Linked DNA regions of Mus musculus: regions 1 and 3 are each linked to region 2. The links are chromatin contacts, called in public promoter capture Hi-C maps. All regions are on one chromosome and are shown on one strand. Each heading gives the region's core, a stretch centred on a gene start, on an enhancer-like site or on the middle of the called end of the contact. The rest is flanking DNA. Distances are from core to core; before and after follow the strand shown.

What was found. Promoter capture Hi-C pulls out the DNA fragments that hold promoters and counts their contacts.
Region 1: a contact with region 2 is called in a promoter capture Hi-C map of liver, with 2.6 times the contacts expected there. The contact joins the promoter of Cacfd1 here to the promoter of Camsap1 in region 2. A contact is called at or near these places in 2 of 39 promoter capture datasets (liver and pre-B cells).
Region 3: a promoter capture Hi-C map of pre-B cells shows a contact between it and region 2, with 2.7 times the contacts expected there. The contact joins the promoter of Brd3 here to the promoter of Camsap1 in region 2. A contact is called at or near these places in 1 of 39 promoter capture datasets (pre-B cells) and 1 of 484 Hi-C or Micro-C datasets (B cells).

Annotation. Positions count from the first base shown.
Region 1 is chr2:27,008,399-27,011,740 of GRCm38.p6, forward strand. It overlaps Cacfd1 (calcium channel flower domain containing 1), which reads left to right and starts at 1,528. Exons shown (of 6, transcript NM_029862.4): 1 at 1,528-1,707. The coding sequence starts at 1,590. It overlaps Adamts13 (a disintegrin-like and metallopeptidase (reprolysin type) with thrombospondin type 1 motif, 13), which reads left to right. Exons shown (of 29, transcript NM_001001322.2): 28 at 135-319; 29 at 858-1,227. The coding sequence ends at 1,049.
Region 2 is chr2:25,981,954-25,985,142 of GRCm38.p6, forward strand. It overlaps Camsap1 (calmodulin regulated spectrin-associated protein 1), which reads right to left and starts at 1,329. Exons shown (of 18, transcript NM_001372499.1): 1 at 829-1,329. The coding sequence starts at 985.
Region 3 is chr2:27,473,791-27,477,116 of GRCm38.p6, forward strand. Brd3 (bromodomain containing 3) reads right to left here and starts at 1,883. Exons shown (of 12, transcript NM_001113573.1): 1 at 1,787-1,883.

The DNA.
Region 1 (3,342 bases), core at 278-2,777, 1.0 Mb after region 2:
CTGAAGCTAGTCTATTAGAAGTGGACAGAGTAAAGGCCCACCAGAGGGACGGGAGAGGCAGTCAGGGAACCCCCTGGTGTCAGTAGTCTCCCTGAGGTGGCCCTCACCCAGCCTATCATTGTTCTTGCCTGCAGAATGTGACAGGCAGCTCTTTGGACCTCGGGGTGAAATTGTGAGTCCCTCACTGAGCCCAGACGGGAGGAAGGCAGGGACCTGCAGGGTCTTCATCAGTGTGGCTCCACAGGCCCGCATTGCCATCCGCGCCCTGGCCAGTGATATGGGCACTGCTTCTGAGGGGACCAATGCCAACTATGTCTCGGTGAGGCCACGAGGATGGGGACAAAAAGGGGGTAATCTTTTGATACGATTCTGGAGAGCTGTCTCTAGGAAGGAGGGAGGGAGTGTTGGCATTAGGGAACACTTTTAGCTTATTTTTCATCCAAAACTTCAAAATTATTGGAAAGAATGGGAAGGAGGGTTTCTGCCACTCACTCACTCACCAGGGAATGCTTGTGGCTCTACCCACAAGAAGGAAGAGAGAAGGCCTTCCCTGGGAGTCCATTGCCTGTTGACCCAGCGTGGAAGCATCGTGTTTGTGTCTGGTGTTTTGTTTGTTTTCAGAAGAGCATAGGTAGGGTTGCGATTCAGTATGCTCTACAAGGCACCAGAGCACCTCAGACTTAGTCTTGAGCAGGATCCTAGCTCTTGTACCTGGTTGTGTGTTCTGGGGAGTTTCTTGGGTAGAACCGAGTGTCCCTCATGTGGGCTCCTTTAAGAAACAAAAATGACTCTGAGTAGCCAGGAGTTTATAAATAATGATCACTCATGGCCTGTTCTGGCTACTTGCTTCTCCACAGATCAGGGACATCCACAGTCTGAGGACCACAACATTTTGGGGGCAGCAGGTGCTCTACTGGGAGTCCGAAGGCAGCGAGGCTGAACTGGAGTTTAGCCCTGGCTTCCTGGAGGCACATGCCAGTCTCCAGGGCGAGTATTGGACCATCTCACCTAGGACATCGGAACAGGACGACAGCCTGGCTCTGTCCTAGGTTTCTCTCCAACAGCCGGGGAGTATGCAACTTTAGCCTCTTTAGAAGTTCTAATGCCTGCTAGCCTTAGGGAACCTCTTTTAGTGACCTTTTCCAGGTGCAGAAGGGCTGGGACTGGGAGGTGGAGATCAGAAAAACAGTCCCAGCCCCCAGTGGTTAATAAAGGATACAGGATACCAGACTGGAGTTTTCCTCCCATAACCTGCCGCCCATTACAAGCCTAGCTCGAAAGCTCATTCTACTGCAAGGCGGAGTTCCTTGGAGGTCTGAACAAGGCCTTTGCCACTTCTGGATGACGTCTTCCAATCTTGCAAAGAGGAAAGGCCAGACCGGATCCAGCGCACCTGCTGGGTGGCAAAGGGCGTCTGACAGTCTGTAAACACGCCCCTTATGCTATACTCCATTTCCTCCCGCCCTCCCCCCGCCCCCCGGCTATGGCCTGCGGGCCCGCCCCTATGCTAATCACCACCTCTCCCACAAGGCCGCGCGCGGGTGGACACGTCTCTTTGTGCGCGCCTGGGGCTGCGCGCAGCGTTTAGCATGAGCGGCTCGGGCGCCGCCGGAGCGGCCGCGGGCCCAGCCCCGCCGGCACAGGAAGAGGGCATGACTTGGTGGTACCGCTGGCTGTGCCGCCTGGCGGGAGTGCTAGGAGCGGTGTGTGAGTATCGGGTCCAGGGAGCGGGCGTCCCCGGGGTTGCCATGGCTCCCGGCCTCAGGCCTGCAGTCCACCGCCGGAACTCGATGGCTTACTGCCCAGTTGTTGCGGCCCTGATCAGAGGAAATGAGACTCACAGAGGACGCGCGTCTGCCCCTTCCCGGCCCTGCCTCGGCCTGGTGATGCTTACCTGGGCTGGGGTGGGACTGCCAAGTTCCCAGCCTTTGGACAAAACTTGTTCATAAATGGGGGGCAGCTCTCCACAGGCTGGGAAGTTTGCTTGGGGGTCAGATGGTGCCAGGAGAAGAGTGGCCCCTCAGGGTGGCTGGGCAGTGATCGGAGTTCTCCTCGGGTTCCTACTGTCCACACTCTCCTAATGCTTCTCGTCGGCCTAGTATCCTCCACACCAGCAAGCTTTCTCTGCTCTTGTAAAGAGGAAGGCAGGTCCGCCTCTTCAGTGCAGCTATGTTGCTGGCCTTCCAAACAGTGTGTTTGCTAAATCCTGGGTGTCCCTTTCATTGTGAATTCCTAGAAGTCCAGGTGAGTGCTGGGAAGGCCCGAGGATCCATTGCCTACCTGGTACCAGAGCAGGAACTGTGTGGGTAGGGGAAGACTCATCCGTTTTCCTGTCTGGAGGAATACCTTGGAGCCCCATCTGTCCAGACGATCTTGCTAGTCAGATGGATAGGGTAGAGTTAGGTATGTGCTGCCCTGGTAAGGCAGCTCTGGAAGAAGTCTGCTGAGGTTGATCAAATCCTCTTCAGTGCAGTTAGCTAGTTCAAGGTGGTATTAAGGGGTGAGGGACAAGGAAGGGCCTGACCATGACCTGTAGGCGGCTATCCTCCCTCCGTCATGGTGATTCAGTCAGTGACCAGGTGATTTCTAGATTAGATTGACTTTGGAAATCCCACCCAGTCCCATACTTCCTGTGGGTACCTGTGCTACTCCCGAAGGCCTCCCTAATCCTCCTGCCGAGCCAAGCTATCAGTGAAACCTTACTGGAGACCTGTGGCCGTAGCTTAAATTGTTCCCTGAACCTGATCATTGGGATCAGGGGGGTGGACATCAAGGTTTTGAATACTGGCATATCATAGGAGGGAAGGATATCGTGTATTTGCTTTAAAAACTCAATAGGGGTTTGGCAGGAGCTATGGCTTAGCCGGTCACTTTGACATAGGGCTATCCTCTCTTGGAATGGAGGATATTCTAAGGGGCTTATTATTTATTGGAGGGATTTATTCTGGTCCCAAAGACCTCTGTAGACAGAGGAAGAAAGGATTATAGGGACATCTCCTTTATATGGAAGACATGAGCATTATTAGCACCCCAAGTGAGTGGATGTATTTGAGTCCTTGGTTGTCAAAGGACTCCTGTTCGTCTGAGTTGCGACCTGGTCCTCCCAAAGGTGGCTCTGTAGGACAGCATGGTGGAGTAGCTCTGTAGATGGAATGCTGAGGACAGGAGTGCAGGCCTTTCAGGTGAGACCAGGCCTAGCTCCACACAGGCAGGGGGCCGACAGTCTTTCACTTCTGTGGCCCTGGAAGCTTTGCTGCGTGAATGAGTGCTGCGTTGAGTTCTTTATTAGAGGAGACTTTGTGACATAGAAGCTGTGCCACTCATTTGGTCCATTCTCCTGCA
Region 2 (3,189 bases), core at 79-2,578:
TCCAATAACTTCTGTTCTGTTAAGTACCAAATTTCATAATATATAAACCAGATTGGCTGGAACTCTAGTTTGAGACTAAGTCTCAAACTATCCAGCCTTCTAGTCACCCTGATGCAGTAAGGAACAGCTAAGCAGTGGTTATTTAGGTAAGAGTCTTTCTTGGACTTAGAGGACCAGTCCAATTGCCAGAGAATAACACTGCACATGATAGGCACCCTCCACCCACCGAGACTCAGAGAGCATGGATGACACGCGAACACAGTCCCATGCCTGGACCGACCCTGGGCTACCTCAGCGCTCGCTCACCTGGGCCGCCGCCAGAACAGCAAGACTTGAACTGACACCACGCGAAGGCGCGCCTTGGCCCTGTCACCGGCCTCATTCTCAATCTTGGCTCTGTCTCCATTCCTTGTCCCTAGACCTTACAACCTCCTCCCGTGCGTCTCATCCCCCCAAGACCCGTCAGATCCCCTCTGGTCCCAACCTGCCCCGTCTGTCCAACGTCCGAAACTCTCTGCTCTCATCCCCCAGCATGTCAGTCCCTTTTCTGACCCCTCTGGTCTCATACCTGGTCGTTTCCGTCGGTCTCCCTCTGGTCCCATTCTGCGGCCGTCGCGTTCCCCTCTGGTCCCATCCCCCGTCGTAGTCCGACCCCAGTTCTGGTCCCATACCCCGGCTCCTATACCCGTCCGACACCTCCCGGTCGCATCCGAAACCAGTGCGTTCCCCGTCGGCTCCCCTCTAGTACCATCCTGGAACCGGATTCATTCCCCGTCCGTCTCCCTGTAATCCCATCCCCCGACCCCGGACCCCGCCGCGCCCGCCCACCTAGGCCATAGGCCTTCGCACAGATCCACTGCAGGTTGGCGGCGATCTTGGCCCGCGCCGCGTCGTAGCGGTCCAGCGGCACCAGGTCGGCGCCCTCCGGGGGCGCCTCCATCCTCCTCCAGCCTTCGGCGGCACAGCGACCGCCCGCGTCCACCATCTGCAGACAAAGGCCGCGGCAGCCCGGCCGCAACAAAGACGCCGCCGCCCTCCCGCGCCGCCCGCCCGGGCGCACGGCCCTTACTTCACGGCCGCCGCCGCCACCCAGGCTGCTGCATGCTGCGGGCGCCGAGCCGAGGCCGAGAAGGCGCCGAGCGGGCCGGGCAGGCGGCGGCGGGCAAGCGCCGGCCGAGGAAGGCGCGGGGCAGGCGCGGGGCAAGCGCGGTGCGAGCACGGGCCGGGGGCGGTGGCGGAGGCGCGTGCGCGGCCCAGGAGAAGCGGCAGCTGAGGCGGCGGCCAACGGGTGGGAGCTAACGCGCCGCCGCCGCGTCACGCAGGCGCACTTACCGCCCCCCGCAGCCCCACCTTTCTCCGCAAGCGCAGTAGGCACCGCCCGTAACACCGCCCGCTCGCCCCGCCCTCCTCCTGAAGGCTCCGTACCTGTCCCCTTCTTCAGATGCTCTGGGTACACCCTCAGCCCCGCCCCCAGCCCTGGTCCTGCAGAGTAGGCACGCCCCTCTAACCTAGCCCAGTCCGTGTCCTTAGTAGCTATGGACACACCCTCGGCCCCGCCTCTACTTCGTCCTCAAGGCTGCATACACGCTAGTCCATCCGGCCCCTCCCCGCCCACCCCCCGGCACAGTGGACACGCCCCTGTCCGGATCCCGCGCAGGCGCAGTATTCTCTTCTGAGGGCTAGCCTGTTTCCTAGCAACTTGAGAGACTAATCTCTGGCCTTGATTGAGCCTCAGTCCTGTGTGCAGAGACGTTCGCCTCTACCTCTGGCAAGGCCAGCTCTCTGAGAACTGAGCGCCCTTAGAGTCTGCACCGGTGCTGCATCTGTGGACTGAGATGCCAAGACGTCTCCGCCCGGACTGGCAGAAAGTGGGCGTCGCAGAGTGTGTGCGGCTCGAGAACTGCGCCTGAGATTAGCCCAGAGAAACAATCCCCGCAGCTCTCGGGAGTCCGGAGCAACCGCGAGCTCCGCCTCCTCCTCCTCCTCGGTGGGCACTATCAGATCTCTCAACCAGTTTTGGCATCTAAGGGAAATGGATGCCAGCCTAGGACCATCGTCGCGTGTGACCTGCATTTTAGTGCTTGAAAGGAGCAATAGTATATTTTTGAAAACTGGGTGCGGAAGGAGAAAGATGTCACTGAAGAGCGGACTGTGTGCGCACCAGCCCCTGGGAAGGCTCAGGAACCCTCCGGCCCGGGCGTGGGTGACCTTACTAACCATCATCTGCAAACTTCAAGGTGTTTAACTTCTGTCATTGCCAGAGCCGCCCTATGTATGAAGAAGGCAGTGTGTAGAGTGGATGTTGTACAGGTAGCTGTCCCTCAAGTCCAAGTGCATGTATGATGTAGTCAGAAAGAGCCGCGGATGAGCCTGGGCATGGTATCCCATGATTGTAATCCCTGCAGTGGGGAGACTGGAGGCAGGAGGATCTAGATGAAATTCAAGGCCGGCTTCAGCTACTGGAGATGAGACCCTGTCTCAAAAAACAAAACAAACAAAAAATGGATAGTGGCCTCATGTGGCAAGTATCTTGAACCCAGCACTTGGGAGGCAGAGGCAAGTGCATCTCAGTGACTTCAGAGCCACCCTGTTTCTAATCGAGTTCCAGGTCAGCCAAAACCACATAGTGAGACCCTGTTTAAAATAAAATGAAATAAAAATTGGTTAGGGCTGGGTACCCATGGAGAGACCGAAGAGAATGACATTTGGGCAGAAAGGAGTAAAAAGTGAGCCTAGTGTCTGTCCGAGGAGCAGTAGACTGGGCTGCTATGGTAGGCTGATCTAAACCCCGGTGTGTAAAACCAGCAAGGCTCAGACTTGGGGCCAAAGGTGGTGGGACAGCAGAACTTGGCCGGACTGGGATGGGGCCGGGGGGGGGGGGGTGGAATGCCAGGTAGGTAACAGGACAAACCTGAGAATATAGGAGAGAGAAGAAAGGGGGCCAGGGATGGTGGTCTGATGTTCTGGCTTTGTATTCTGCAGCTCTGAGGAATCCATTTGCTAGTTGAATGGTTTCAGACATGTTATCTGTGGGTAAAGAGCATTCTTACCTCCTTCCTGCCTTGTCTAGAGCCCCAGTGCCCTGTGGAATAGCAGGGGAAAGCAGACCCCTTGTCTTGTGATCTGGTGGAAGCATCCAGTTTGCACTGACTGTGATGCTGTTCGGTTTGATGGGTGTCTCTTATCAAG
Region 3 (3,326 bases), core at 633-3,132, 1.5 Mb after region 2:
ACCTGGCATCTCCTAAAAGTAAAATAAATAAAGTAAATAGATATATAGGTAGGGAAATGAACGAACTGGCACACCCCCTGGTCATCCACCCTACAAAAGCTTTTTAATGCCTTTCTCCTGAATTCCCCGGATGTGGGGCTAGGTCTGGATCGCCACAGATTCCTGGTGTCTTGCTAAAGCAGTGGACCCGGAGTTTATAAGCAAGGTCAGGAAGAAATTACCCCCACCTCCTGAACTGTCAAGCTTGTACCTCACCTCTCATGATCTACAGCCAACAGTGCACATCAAGGCCTCCAACAGAACAAACAGCAAACAGGCCTCTATTTGCGAATGAGAGGCCACACTCAGGGCCACTCAAAAAAGGTCACTGGGGCTTGGGGCTTGATCCTTGGAGTCCTTCCTTTCCTGGACCCTGGAAAGCCTGTGAGAAACTCACTTCAAGCAGCACAGCAGAGATCTCAGATCTCTTCAGGGGCACCCCCACCCCCAGTAATGCACACCACTAAGAAAGTGCAAAACAAAAGGGGGGGGGGATGGACGACACAACAACCAGCTTGTCCTCATGGGTTAAGGGGGACAGGACCTGAGCCCTTCAATTCCTTCACTCATTTCTCTTCCTGCACCCAGTCCCATGTTAGCCACTGAAGAACACAAGAATGACCTCAGAGACACAAACTTATACAGTTAAGAAGTTTAAGGTAGAGAAACAACAGCTGTGCACTTATTTCTGGCAGAAAGCTCTTAATCAAAATTGCAAAGGGCAGAGCCTTAAAATTGAGCCCTAAAGTATGAACTCACAAAAGGTATGCCCCGGCTCCCAGTGAGCCCCCTTCCCGCTCCTTACCGCCCCCCCCCCGCCGCCCCAGGGCAAGAAGACTGTTTATGGCTTCCTCGTTAGCCCTGCCCCCGTCGCAGCAACTGGTGGAGAGAACTTCCCCAAGCCGCCAGGATTTTTCACCGGGAATCCTCAAGAACCTTACATACGAGAGGCTTTGGGGTGCGCATTCCTCACCCAACTAGCTTGCGTGTTATACACGAAGTAAGAAAAAGACGTGCACCCCACCCCTTCCACCTCAATCCGAATCGACCTCGCCCGGATTAAGTACTCGTTTAGGCTGATTTCAAAACATGAACTGGGTTTCCTCCTGGCCTGGCTGCAATAATCCAGTAACTCGTAAGCGCGCAAAGTCGTCTCCCGGGCCATAACTCTGCAAATGCAGCCGCCGCCCCCCAAGCCACGCCGCGGCTGCCCCACTTGCAAGGCTCCAGCGGTGTCCAGGCCCAGCCTGGCCTGCCCTGCGACGATCCGCCCTAAGTGGCGCCGGAGCGACCCTGGGCACACCGCGCGCACCTTCCCGCGCCGCGCATCCTCCAGGCAGTCCCCTTCGGAAGATGGCGGGCAGAGGAAAAGGGGAAAGGAAAAAAAAATCCCTTCCGTGAGGGAGGGCTGGCGCAGAGAGCGCGGGCTGTGCCAAGTCCAGGCTGGGCGCTCCGACCAAGGCGACGCCTCCCAGTCCGGCCCGAGGCGACCGGCAAGCCGCGGGCGCACAGCGCAAGGCGGAGGGCAGCGGAGCCCGCGCAGTCGCTGCGACCCCGGGCAGGCGGCCGCCCCGCTTTGTTGCATCGCGGCCGCGCACAAAGGCGGCGGCCCCGGGCTCCGGGCTTCGAGACGCGCGGGAGGCCTGCACCATGCGTTCCGGGCCGTGTTCTCTCAGCCAAGTCCGCCGCCGCCACCGCCACCGCCGCCGCCGCCCAGAGTGTACAAGGAAACGAGAAAAAGGCGTACTTGGCCTAGGCGGCTCCAGCGCCGTCTGCTCCCGGCCCGCGCGGCCGGCTCCTCTTTGGCTCGCCGGCCCCGGCAGCATAATAGACGCGCCGGAGCTGTACAGGGCTCATGCGCTACGCCGCGGCGCCTGGCGGGAGTCGTAGTCCGCGCCCGGGCTCGCGCCAGGGCCGCCCAGGGGAGGCCGAGGCGCACGGACTACATGTCCCGGCCCCGCCGGCGCCACGCCGTGCCCCGCCCCGCGCGCCCCCGGCCGCCCGCCCGGCCGCCCTGGCCGCCAGCGGGCCCGGCCTAGGGGCGCGTGGGGGCGGGGCTGGGAGGTTGCCCGCCAGGACCCGAGGCGACGCTGGAACCTTGGCCCGCCCGCGCGCCTTCACTTTAGCGTTCTCAGCCACACGCAGGGAATAAGAACTGGTGGGCGGATTTCCAGAAGCCTAGGAAAACGTGGGAAAGGCGGGAACGCAGTTAGCACCCTGGGGTCACTACCCGGGTACCCCGAGGCCTCCCTCAAACCCCGAATGCTCACAAGCAGGGAGGCGCGCACCGGCCCCAGCCCATGTTTGTAAACAAACCGCGCGCCTAATTAGCCTGGCGAGGGCGCGCGCAGGGCGGTCCTTGCCAGGGAGGAGTCGCGATCAATCCCGCCCCAAAATCCTGGGGCGGGTTGAAGACCTGGGGACTCCGTAAGAGACCTGGCTGGTGGTGCCGGAAAAAGGCGGATTCTCCAAAGCTAGACACCAGTAAGGGATGCTTCAGGCTGTGCCAGCCAACTTTCCCTCTCTGGAGTCTCAGTGTGTCCCCATGTGCCTATGGAAAGACAGGAATGAGATTAAGTCCCGCCCTTTTTCTGCGTTTTGAAAGGGTTAGGACGGGGTCACACTTCAGATCTTGGTTTTGGTGAAAATTACAATGGTGCCTACGTTAGTCAGTTTTTATCCAGTTGTAATTTAAGGTGGGTGTGTGATAGACCCCAACAAAAACGTTACAAACAAAACAAGTTTTTCCATCAGTGCCCGCTGAACCTGCCTGCCAATGCAGGGTTCCAATTCTGCTGTGAGCTGGACCTATTCCAAGATCCTGGTGTCACTGAGTTTATTTCTGGCTGAGCGGGCACTTTGCTGCATGCAAGAAATGCACAGGTGGTTATGGTATTAAATACCAGACACACACACACACACACACACACACACACACGTACACACACACATACACACACATACACAACGAATATGTTCTGTACCTGAAAATGAAAAAGGCTCAAGAAGGCAAAGTGACATCCTTGGTCTCAGAGGTCCCAAGCTCCAAGCCCAGGGTCCTTGGAAGAGATTTGAGGACAAGCTGGAGCCTCTCCAGGCTCTTCTTGTCTCCTCTTTGGTCTACAGCATGGGTGCTTCTCACACCCTGGGGCGAGGTGGCCACTGCAAGGAAGCCCTGCTGTTTAGTCGCAGACTGAACACAGGGTAGGAGAGCAAGACCTGGGAGGCTCTAAGTTAGAGTCCTTAAACTCTTGAACCCAGGCTCCCCAGCAAAGCCATGACTGGGA